Regions from separate parts of the Anas platyrhynchos genome. Here region 2 is linked to region 1. A link is a contact called in public Hi-C data. All regions are on one chromosome and are shown on one strand. Each heading gives the region's core, a stretch centred on a gene start, on an enhancer-like site or on the middle of the called end of the contact. The rest is flanking DNA. Distances are from core to core; before and after follow the strand shown.

What was found. A called contact is a pair of places that touch in the nucleus more often than the background predicts.
Region 2: a contact with region 1 is called in a Hi-C map of subcutaneous adipose tissue, with 2.8 times the contacts expected there. The contact joins two enhancer-like sites. A contact is called at or near these places in 4 of 8 Hi-C or Micro-C datasets (F1 follicle, liver, skeletal muscle and 1 more).

What each region holds. Positions count from the first base shown.
Region 1 is chr20:4,583,187-4,585,937 of IASCAAS_PekinDuck_T2T, reverse strand. EFCAB5 (EF-hand calcium binding domain 5) reads left to right here. Exons shown (of 25, transcript XM_072026154.1): 17 at 2,743-2,751. Among named protein-coding and RNA genes, the nearest start is that of NSRP1, 11 kb to the right of the region's middle. Within about 2 kb of position 1,412, at least 4 of the 8 cell types and tissues checked have an H3K27ac peak or open chromatin away from gene starts, as enhancers often do. A contact at or near this core is called in subcutaneous adipose tissue, where this site is marked.
Region 2 is chr20:4,689,515-4,692,265 of IASCAAS_PekinDuck_T2T, reverse strand. SSH2 (slingshot protein phosphatase 2) reads right to left here. Exons shown (of 16, transcript XM_038165645.2): 14 at 1,851-2,051. Among named protein-coding and RNA genes, the nearest start is that of CORO6, 13 kb to the left of the region's middle. Within about 2 kb of position 1,340, at least 5 of the 8 cell types and tissues checked have an H3K27ac peak or open chromatin away from gene starts, as enhancers often do. A contact at or near this core is called in subcutaneous adipose tissue, where this site is marked.

The DNA of each region.
Region 1 (2,751 bases), core at 163-2,662:
AATAGGCTTGGGTCAGACAGAAGTGCAGCAGGTTCACCTGGACCTGTCTGGCAGCCTCATACATATTAAAACGTGGGCATCAGGTGCTCTGAAATACTGTATTAGCAATTAAGAACATGTCTGTATGTGTGCTTGGGTGGAGAGGACAGGTTTATTCATCTGCATGAACATCTGCATGTGGCTCACTCTGCCACGCATTACTGAAAAAGGCTCATTTTGGCAAGCAACAAATTCTATTCTTTAGCTCATCTGAGGCAGCTGGTGGGATGGGGAGTGCACCAGCATGCTGTAGTTAGTTGTCCCCAGGCTGCACAGCCAAAGAAACTGTCAGTTTACAGCTCTGCTGTATTCAAAGTGTGCCAGAACCTGCTACAGAAATATGGAAGGACATAATCCCTTCTTTGAAAGGCTTATAAACTAAAGGACAAATAAATAGAAAGATAGTATAGCAAAATCAATACCACCTACAAGCAACATAAAACTATTTCTAGCAGCTTCAACATAATCTCAACATCATGGAACAGGCCAGATTGGAGGAGAGGCTCACAGACATTGCACTTTCCTGGATGAAAGCACAGACTGAAAAGTGGGTAGAATTATTTGCTTTCCTTGTAAGTGGAAAGTGTAATATTACAGATATAATGGGAAAAATAATTCATTATGCTGTGGCTCAGTAAAGAAAGAACTGATAATGGCATGTTCAGCTTCATCTGTCTTTCTTCATCTCTTTCTTCAAAGAGAGAAGGTGAAGGTCAAAATCCAAACATTTTTATACCATCAAAAAATTCTTCATCCTAGTTTGGTCAGAAAGCAAAAATTACATGAAAAAAATACTGAATATTGTTTAGATGATGGGCAGGATAAGACAGCATTAACAATGAGCTCCACCATGACTGAGGCCTGCTAGTATTTGCTATTGCTATAGGTAAAACTAGTGATAAAATGCCCACTGCCTTCTGCAGGGGAAGGAGGAGGCTCTCAGCCCCCATAAACACTGGTGTTGGCAGCGTGCTGAGAGGCAGCCAGGGTAGCTTCCTGCCTGTTCTTGTGCGTCATTAATCAAAGCTTTTTCTACTGCTCTGGTCTTTATAGACCATTGTACGTATTGATCGCAAAATACTCCCTGCCTAACAGCAAACTTCACGCTTCTTCTACCTGTATATCTTCGCTTGGTTAGTTTGCTAGGAGGGTGTGGCGTGATGAATAGCTATCTGTCGTTTGCTTTACTTCTTCGGGTCCAACAGGATTTGAAATCAGGATGCAGAACAAATGATGAAAGCGTTAGTCACTGCAGCGCTGAGGAGAGGCACTGCCCGGAGCGTGAGCAGACAAGCACGGCTGTGGGCAGAGCACCCAATGAACCCCAGGTTTCCGAGGCAAGGAGCCACCCTGCAGCTCTGAAAGGTTGTGCAAGAGCACCCCCGTGAGTCTGGAGCTGTAGCACAGGGAAGAGCAACACTGGGTCTTGGAACAGCTGGGACAGGGGTTGATTGCTTCAGAAAATCTCACTTTGATTTAACTAACACTTAAATAGAAACTGATGTGGTAATTTCACTCTTTCATGCTCAGTCTGTTAGGATTACAAGGCTAGGAGGAGACCCATTTGTCTTAGGACCCCTGAGCAAACTGGAAATTTGTGAACTGGAGAAAGTAGGTAGAGGAAAGTGATTCTTTAGAATTTGACCCTTGTTGCATTCCTCCTCCACCAAGCAAAAACTCTGCCAGATATCTACTGCAGATGGTTGGCTGGTACCTGGGCCAGCTCAGCTGCAGTCTCTAGGACATGAGGAAGGGGACAGGGCAAGGCTACACTCCTCAACCTTGTACAAGATAGGAAAAAGCAGCCTCACAGAGTGATCACACAGTGATCTTTATTCCTTCAATCCCTCGCAGCTAATAGGCAGCAGCTGTTCTCTGTTCAGGTGTTTCTCATGCTAATTTATTCTTCTAAACCCAGGAAGATTGTTCTTGTTCTTTCGCACTACATCTACATCTGCTGGTGCAGTGCAGGTGACTCCAGAGCACTGTTGTCCCATCCTCTGCATGACTTCAATGAGGCTTTAAGTTTCTTTGATTTCCATTTATAAGTTTTAGCACAATATAAATGTTATTTCAATATTTCATCAAAGGCACCTAAGAAGGGTAATTAAGAAAGGCTGATAGTTACTTTGGAAGGTCTTGAAAGAAAAATATAATGACTGAAAGCATGGTATGTAATAGAAAATCCAGGTATATGAGTGATCTGTGAAATCATCTGTAAAATCTACCCTTCACATTTTTAATGGAAGAGGTGAGTAATTTTCCTGTGAGGTCTCAACTACTATTGCTGTTTGCAGCATGCCTACCTACACCCCAGTCCCACCAGAACCCCATGTGTCCAGGAAATTTGGTTTTGATGCACAGATACCTCTGATTTTTTGTATTTTTAATTGACCTTCATTGTTTAGGTATCTTGTAGAGGTTCAAAAGGAGCAAAGGTGCAATGGTGTGTGGGTTTCTTTCTCAGTAGGTGAGAACACAGGCATCTAAAGGAAAAGGTACAGCCAGTCCTGAAGCTGAAGATTACCTCCCATGATGACAACCCACTTGTAGGCGATAGCTGGAAGAAACCCAGAATGATGGGTTAGGCTGAAGCGCTTCACCCAGAACCAGTTTAAGGCTTGATTCATAGTTTGCACAGGAAATGCAAAACATATTATTCACACAGATTGTCCCTGTCTTATTTTTTGTTTCTTCTACTAGCAAAAAGCC
Region 2 (2,751 bases), core at 91-2,590, 110 kb before region 1:
GTCAGGAGCTGTGGCGTGCTCAAGTGGGAGGGGAGCCACACACCACGCAAATGTTGGCAGCGAGAAAGATTTACCTCCTGAGGAAAAAAAAAATACTGAAAGAGACAGGAGAAAAAAACATCCTTAACCAGAATGTTTGTACAGGGTGGCTTTGTACGTGTGCCACCAGCTCGCAGGCTGACAGATTACCCGAAGTGATTGCAGGGCTTGAAGATGTGGTACGCCGGCTGCTGCCAGCCTAGGGCTCTTCGCAGGTGCTCACCAACCTGTGAGGGTTGCACAGGACGTCGGTGTGCTTTTCCCATCTGAAAAGCTTCTTTTTGTCCATCCAGTGCACCCCAGAGAGATCTAATTTCCTAGCCTGCCGGCGCTATGTAGCACACCACAGCGGTCAGGTCACCTCTAGCTCAGAGTTAAGCACTGACCTTTATTCACTGGTACCAGCAGTGGCATCACATGAGGCAGCCAAGGCAGGTGTGGTATTTGTCTCAAATGGTTTCCTCAGTGCAGGAGAGCAGCATTTCTTAAAATATCTATTTGACTGTGACCTATCCTGAGAATCCTGCTTTTTCAGGTAGAAAGAGTCACTGTGGCAGCCAATGTTTGGGGAGCGGGGATGAGGAAGGCAGGCATGGGAAGAGGTGGAGGACAAAGATCCTGTGGGTGCACCTGAACAGGGAATAAATGAGCTGGGAAATGCCCTCAGGTTGCTTGTCTGTGCTGAGAGAGAAAGAGGACGCATACTGCAGTGATAGGAGGAAGTCACACCAGGGGTTTGGTGTAAAAACCAGGAATCCAGACCTGGCCCAACAGCAGAGATGACAAGAAGGCTGGAAGCAGGTGGATGGAGAAATCCTGAGCACAGAAAGGGAAGGGAGGTCTTTGCAAGTGGATAGGAAAGACCAAAGGGTCAAAAGCAAGATGAGGACAGAGATGAGTGTCCTGGGTGTCCTGAAGATAGCACGTGGGTACCTGAGCTGCTGTGAAGAACAGCAAAGGGCAGGCACATTTCAACCGCACTAAGGTGTGAAATACTTGGGTCAAAACATGCACAGAGCCACCTCCTGTGGCAGGAAGGGCACAGCTTGGGTAAGTTCTGCTTGAAATTGCTCCCCTGCAAGGCACACCAGGATCCCAAACAAAATACTGTACTCTGGTGAAACACGGAGTATCACTACCTCCTTCCAGCTGATCACGTGGAGGCATTGCTTAACAGAGCTTACAAGCAGATTTCTCAGAAACTTGCAATATTTATGTCTTTTTGCTAATCAGGTGATAGGTTCGGGGTTACAACACACTTGCCCATACCCAGGCCCAGCTCCAGACCAGCCTCAGGACTCCATGCAGGAATAAACACTGCTGTTGCAATGCACAGAACATCCTGTCCCCTCCCCTAACACCAACACTCACCAAAGGGATCTAAATAAAACCGCACCAGCTGCTGAGGAGGGGCATGTTCAACAGGGAACTGTAAGGCTGAGATGGAGACAAAGCGACTTCCCTGCCAAGTGATGTTACAAGCAACGGGGACATCGTTTATCTCTGCTGGAGCCTGCACAGATCTGAATGCTGCACTCAGATAGCAGTTCACGGGATGCTACTCTCCAAAAATAAAAACAAAAACAAACCAACCACCAACCCTAGAAGCCAAACAGGCTCCTAAAAGCTCTTTATTACACCCATTTTCCCAAGCTCAGCTGAGATAACCCAGGCAAACAGAGCACTATCTTCCCTCAGATAACCACGACCTTACTTAACGCAGCAATGAAAGTCCTAATTAAAATAACAGAGTCAATCATTTAAGTGTTATGACTTAAAATGGGTAAATCTGGGTCACTCCTTCTGCTCACCTGGCCAGCAGGATGCCTTGGTATTCCTCCAGCTGCCGCATGAAGCTGGGGTTGGGCTTGGTGACGGTGCGCCGCTCCTTCACGTAGTCGTAGGCCCTGTCCAGGTTCCAGCCGTACTCCTTCATGGCGTAGGCGATGACCGTGGATGCCGAGCGGCTCACTCCCATCTTGCAGTGCACCAGGCACTTTGAACCATTTTTCCTAGAGCAAGAGAAAGGCAAAGAGTCATTAAGCAGAAAACACAGCCTCTGAGAAGCTTAAGAGCACAGCGACTTCTCTCCCTGAGCACTACCAAACATGTTTTCCACACTGTGGCCTCGCTTGTAGCCTCTTGGATGTGATCTGGTAATCCAATTTACAAACTGGAGCAAGACACACAAAGAAAGTGAAGAACAAGACCTTAATATTCTTAACAGGTTTTGTTACAAGAGTTCTTCCAAAGCTTTTATCACAACGTGGACAAACATCAGTTGTTATGAAAACTGCTGAAGACTAACACAGCATCCCTGCACTACTGACAACACACTGGGTTTGGCAGCTGGCTAGACAAAACCAACACTGCTATGGTCTGGTGTAAGAAACCCTGCCTAGCCCCCTCCCAGACCTCTCTCCCTATTGAGAGAGATTTCTCTCATTGAAAGGAAAGCAAACAGAGCCTTTGGAGCACGATGAGCAGCCGCTCTGCCTGGGGGAGGCTGGCCCAGGTAGTGCCCAAAAGGGCAGCCAGCACCCAGCTCCAAGGAATTCAGAAGTGTTTCTCAGCCATGAAATCGGAGGAGGGAGGTTAGCGGGCCCTTATCTGTCTGCTCCATGCACTGGGCAGCGCTGGCGCAGAGCAGGATGAGAAGATTTTCATTTGGCACCTACAATTTTCTCTTTTAAGTGCCAGTTTCTTGACTGC